Regions from separate parts of the Mus musculus genome. Here region 1 is linked to region 2. The links are chromatin contacts, called in public Hi-C maps. All regions are on one chromosome and are shown on one strand. Each heading gives the region's core, a stretch centred on a gene start, on an enhancer-like site or on the middle of the called end of the contact. The rest is flanking DNA. Distances are from core to core; before and after follow the strand shown. Region 1 overlaps Arhgap24 (Rho GTPase activating protein 24). Region 2 overlaps Arhgap24 (Rho GTPase activating protein 24).

Region 1 (2,700 bases), core at 131-2,630, 74 kb before region 2:
AAACATAGTTTATTAGTAAACCCTGAAGTTTTAAAAAATATATATAAAAATATTTATGTCTCAATATTCTTCCTCAAAATAACTTCCTTGTCTGATAGGCATTATTTGCACTATTTCCTCAAGCATTGGAACATTTGGGAGAAAACATGGCTGAACTGCTCAGTAGAGACTGACTGCCCTGTAGTTTCTCAGTCCAAGTTTTTACACAGTTCTTTAACACCCTCACAATGGTGACATCTTAACCATGCAGTTTGGCCGGAGAAGAAAAACTCAAGGTTCTGGAGAAAGCAGGCACAATGTGATAGGAAAGTTAAATGGGAGATACAGGCAAACACTTGAAAGTAGCTATTTCATTAACCTCTTTAGGGATGCCTCGGCTAGCTCTTCAATGTCATAACAAATGTGTTCAACATTGACCATGGGAGAAGCGTATTGCACAACTTCACAAAGGACAGGACTACATCGCTTCTTCCAAGATATGGTTAAGGACAAAACCAATAGAAAATCTTTTCAATGTAGAGAGTTCGCCGTGGCTTCAACATTCACTCAAAGTGTTGTTCGAGTCTGCACTGCCTTCTACTTAATAGTGAGTCCTAACTCCCATTGCATGTTAAGAAGGGCCATGACTATTTTAAAGACAATGAAAGTGGACTGGCTATCAATTAATCAATCTTTTACATTCCAAATTTTGGAAGTTCTATTTTCTACAATGTATGTAAGCATGATAGACACCCACATTGTGGCTCCATTAAAATACTGTGCTTACAATCTTTCCGAAATCTTTATTGAGGTATAGTAACTACACCCCATGAGACACTCTACACACTGTGGTACAAATCGAATTTTTTTCTTTTGAACGTGTCAAGCACAAATACACACATATACATTTATTGATACTTATCCCATTACCCTCTTTTATACCCCCAACTCCTGCCAAGCTCCAACTCTCTTCTTCTGTTTCTCATTGCTCTGTTCCTATCCCTTCTCCTTACAGTTCTTGGTTGTTATTGTTGTTATTATTGTTGTTGTTGTGACACATGCATTTAATTAGAGCTCTTGCATGTGCCCAGGTAGGAGATCATTTACTGCAGGCACTTTGGCTACTTAGCAGTGGCGAGATCATGGCTCCTCCTCCTCCTCTGGCCACAATTAACTTCTTACAACTTCTCACAGAGCTCCTCCCTCCTGTTTGGCCAATTGTTTGGCAACTGTGAGCTCATGAGTGTAACAGCTGTGTCTTGTCTAGAAGAGCACAGGTCACAGCTCTCCTCTCGGCCCTCTGGCTCTTCTTTTCTTCCCACACCATCATCTGCAGTGTTCCCTGGGCCTTGAAGGGGGGAGATGCGTGGTTCCCTTAGGAACGAGCACTCAGAGAACATGAGGGAGCATAGCCATAAAGGCTGGAAAGCCATTAATCTGATCCTTATTGGCCTGCATGGACCAATGAATAGATGCATGTGTTTGTGGAGGACTGAAGAATTTCTGGACAGGTCAGATGACAGAAAACCAAGGCGATTCCACCATAGTAATAGTAATGCAGGAAGTGATGGCTCCTGAGATGATGACTGGGAAATAAAGGACAGCCTGTGGCCACGCAGCAGCCTGCTCTTTCTGCACACTCTGGACTGCTGGGGCTGCCCTCATCATGTTACCCAGGTTGGTTTTCCTGACCTACTCTTCTATATGAGCTCCCAGGGGCAGCATCACTCAGGCAGGCCTTGTCAATCATCCGATGGCACAGTAACCTTGGTACAAGGGAGATTATCTGAAGCATTTGTTGAATGAAGTGACTTAAGACAAAGGCTGTGTGTCAAGTGGAAAAGAAACATGGGAAAGAGCATTAAAGGGAAAGAGGTGAATTAACAGATTTTCAAGTGGCTGGGAATAATTTGTTCGATGGTGATTTATACGGGATATTCTTACAGGAATTCTAAGTGTTCCTGCTTACAGAGAGGGAGTAGAGTCAAGGAGCCGTTAGTGACTCAGACTTGGTATAGGAAGCAGCAGGCTGCAGAGTTTGATGTCTGTCTAATTTTGGAGTCCACATGGCAGGCCCATCCATCCATACCAGCAAGTGGCAGGTGCATCATTGAGTTGTTGCAGTCTTAGGATATTTTGTGCATGACACGGATGTCACACGCAGGATTCTTTGAAGTCCTGAGTCAACAATATCACAACTCACCCTGACTTTTTTTTTTGTCTCACTTTAGTTGTTCAACTCTATTTGTTCAATTTCGCTTGTTTTCTGTGTGATTTATGATTTTGAGGGGTTCCTATATTGACACGCTGATTGTTTTTCTTTAATGTAACATGATACGTAAGAAGTTCAAATGCACTTGTAGAAGGCGAGAAGATCAAAAGCTCAAAGGCGCTGGTCTACAATGTTGTGTTGGAGAAAAACAAATGCCCATTCAATGTGTCTGAAGTACATGAGTAAAAAATCCATAAATATTTCCATTGTTCTTCCTGTGGGCATATAGTAGTTTAGACAAGTTACTTGTCAAGTTCAGAGGAGCAGACTTTTAAACATATTGGCTATACTCATTATTTTTAATAAATGTGATTCCTTCTCATTTGTATGTTAGGGTTTTAATGCTGTCCAATAATTAAGAGACAGTGAGAATGCATAGGTAGTATCTGTGCCTCTTTATCAGGGTGAAGAAAGGTCAAGGTGCCTAATTGCTTTGTTCTCAAGAGGAA
Region 2 (2,700 bases), core at 8-2,507:
CAATCATCTGTTTTCTATCTTTGGTTTTAAGTTGCCACACAGCTAGATAGATGGTGAGTGGTGTAGAAGACCTTAGAGAAATAGCAGTGATGAGGCAAAAGCCTACCAAGGGATAAGATAATTAAATGTTCGGCAACATGGTGGCCATGAGAATAGAGAGAGAAATATGTCAAGAACAGAGTTTTTAACCCGTGATAACCTGCACGTGGATGTTCACTCCCTGAATACCAAAGCTTGGAAGGCAGAGGCAGGCAGATCTCTAAGTGTGAAGCTCTTGTCCCACAGAGTGAGCTAGTCATAGGCTACAGGGGAACCATGTGTGAAAATAAAACAGCCTAGGGAGATTTGTGTCTGATCTCTAGTGAGAAAGAGACACACACAGTGAGGGGCAGTTTTAGTGAGGGAAGCTATGGAGAGTGAGGCAGCTGAATTCTGGGACTTCAGAGCCTATGTTAGTGAGGAAACTATCCAAGGCTGTGCAGTGTGGGTGACATCTAGTTTTCTGCAGAGCTGGGCATCCAGATACCAGGAAGGCACACACCCAATCATGTCACCCTTCATGAAAACTCATATAAAGCTTAGGACAGATTTGTTGAGCAGATACCTAAGCTGGCTTGGGACTGAAGCCATGAGACTAGATGACATTTTCAGAGGAAGAAAAGCTGTGGAAGAAAATAAGACAGATGCAGAATTCAAATCAAGAACATAGGAAGAAAACCACTGATTGCTGCAGAGGAGGCACAGAAGGAATCCCTGGGCACAAATAGAAGCAGAGACAAAATCTCTCACATCAAGAGGCAGAATTGATGGCAAGGTGCCTGACCTGAGAGGACAGTGTGAATGGAGAAAACAGAAAGTAAGGACAAAGACGAAACCCAGTTAAGACTGGTCACTAAGCCAGCCATCCTCCGCACCCTTCTTCAGGTAATCTTGGCCTTTGTGGTAAAGTTGAACACTGGCATAAGAGGGAAGCAAGGAAGCACAGGCAGAACACAGACATTTTTGCTGGCACAGAGGAGAGAGTGAGTGGCTGAGTTGAGTGTTCGGCGTTTTAGTGCAACAGAGGCCAGAACATCAATTGCACACCGAGGAAAAGCATTGTTGCGAGTAGAGGGGTTTTAATTTGTGAGTCGAGTCTTAGTTCTGTCTTCAAAAACATTTTGTTTAAAAGTTCCATAAACACCAGTGGCCCAGGAAATTCCTTAGCAAATATTCATTAACAGAATGACAGCTATTTTACAAAGTTCCCATAGCTTTACATGTTTATTGCTCCTTGTGTAAGAGAGACTTCTGGCATAGACTCTTGACCCCTTCTTTGGAGGAGAGAAAGAAGCCGTCCTCCCCCTGGGGATTTTCAGGGAAGAGAGGACATGGATGACTTCTTACTCAGAGTGGAGGAAGTTGTGCTGTCTTTCCTTGTCCTGTAAATGTATCCCTCAGATTGTTTGCCTCTTTTCTGGATGGAGATGGTAAGAGAGAGAGAGGGAGAGGGAGAGGGAGAGGGAGAGGGAGAGGGAGAGGGAGAGGGAGAGGGAGAGAGCGCACAGAAACACAGGACCTAAGCAAGTCACATGGTTACAGATTTTGTTCCCCCATGTTGGTTTTTTTTTTTTTTTGAAGGACTTTTTCATTTCAGCTACTTCTTCAACATAACCAAATCAACAAAACTCCTGCGGGAAAGAACACACTGAGCTCAACTTCATTCCCAACAGAGCACGAAACAATATAGATTGTAGTCACAGGAAATGTGTTCTGCTGTCTATAGACAGGCAGACAAGCACAGCACAGAACAACACACAGCCTTGACCTACTTTGTGGTTCTCCAAAGGGATACAAAGTTTCACTTTGTAAAGTGCAATGATACAAAGTAAAATGATACAAAGTTTCCCACAAAGTAAACAAAACAAAACAAAATTCCCCCAAACCCAGGCCTCATAGAGGTCTTCCTCGTGTACTTCTGCTTTCAAATTCTTATAGACTTTGTGGTGCCTTTTCTTCACAGAAAGTTTAAAATTCCTAATTACTGTTGGCTAATAGCAGTTTTATGAGTTTATAGCAAAAAGTAATGGAGTGTTGGCATTTTAGTGTGAATCACTTGTGAATCTCACATAATGAAATACACAGGGAACCACAGGAGTGTTGGTGGCTGTCTTATTTGTTGATACCTTTAAAGACTTGAATTGCATATTTGTTCAACAGATGTTTCTTGCATAACCACAAAATGAACTATGATCTTTGACCACATCACCTCTTAAATTATCCAAAAGTCCTTATTTATATTACACCAAGGCCAGTCTACAAGGATGTACTTAAGTTAACTTAAGCATTCTTTCTAAAGGGTTGTAATTCAATGCAGGTTTTTTTTTGTTTTGTTTTTGTTTTTTTAATGAGAACATAACAGTGATTTCTTCCCTGTTTAATGTCTTGAGAAACCCACAGCATTGAGCATGACTGCTCCTTATGAATTGTTCCCTGAATTCTAGTTTTGGGGGAGACAGATCCTAATATTTCTGGAGAACCCTCCTAAATTTATGCTGGAAAGGGCTGTGTAAGACGTTATCTATGAGTACAAAGATGCTTTAGTTTATTTAAAGTGGCTTCTTTCCTTTCTAGTCTAAAAACTGGTCAGTCTAAATTAATCCTCCCAGGTACATATTTATTCACAATTGCTTTGGATTTTTAGGATTTTCACCTTGTGGC

Evidence for each region. Hi-C and Micro-C count contacts between places; a contact is called where the count stands out from the background.
Region 1: a contact with region 2 is called in a Hi-C map of uterus, with 2.3 times the contacts expected there. The contact joins two enhancer-like sites. A contact is called at or near these places in 3 of 484 Hi-C or Micro-C datasets (nephron progenitors and uterus) and 3 of 9 other capture datasets (adipose tissue, liver and pancreatic islet).

What each region holds. Positions count from the first base shown.
Region 1 is chr5:102,802,406-102,805,105 of GRCm38.p6, reverse strand. All of the region lies in intron 3 of Arhgap24 (Rho GTPase activating protein 24), which reads right to left. Among named protein-coding and RNA genes, the nearest start is that of Gm30396, 170 kb to the right of the region's middle. Within about 2 kb of position 1,380, at least 12 of the 459 cell types and tissues checked have an H3K27ac peak or open chromatin away from gene starts, as enhancers often do. A contact at or near this core is called in uterus, where this site is marked.
Region 2 is chr5:102,728,263-102,730,962 of GRCm38.p6, reverse strand. The region is part of intron 3 of Arhgap24 (Rho GTPase activating protein 24); the gene reads right to left. Among named protein-coding and RNA genes, the nearest start is that of Gm30396, 98 kb to the right of the region's middle. Within about 2 kb of position 1,257, at least 13 of the 459 cell types and tissues checked have an H3K27ac peak or open chromatin away from gene starts, as enhancers often do. A contact at or near this core is called in uterus, where this site is marked.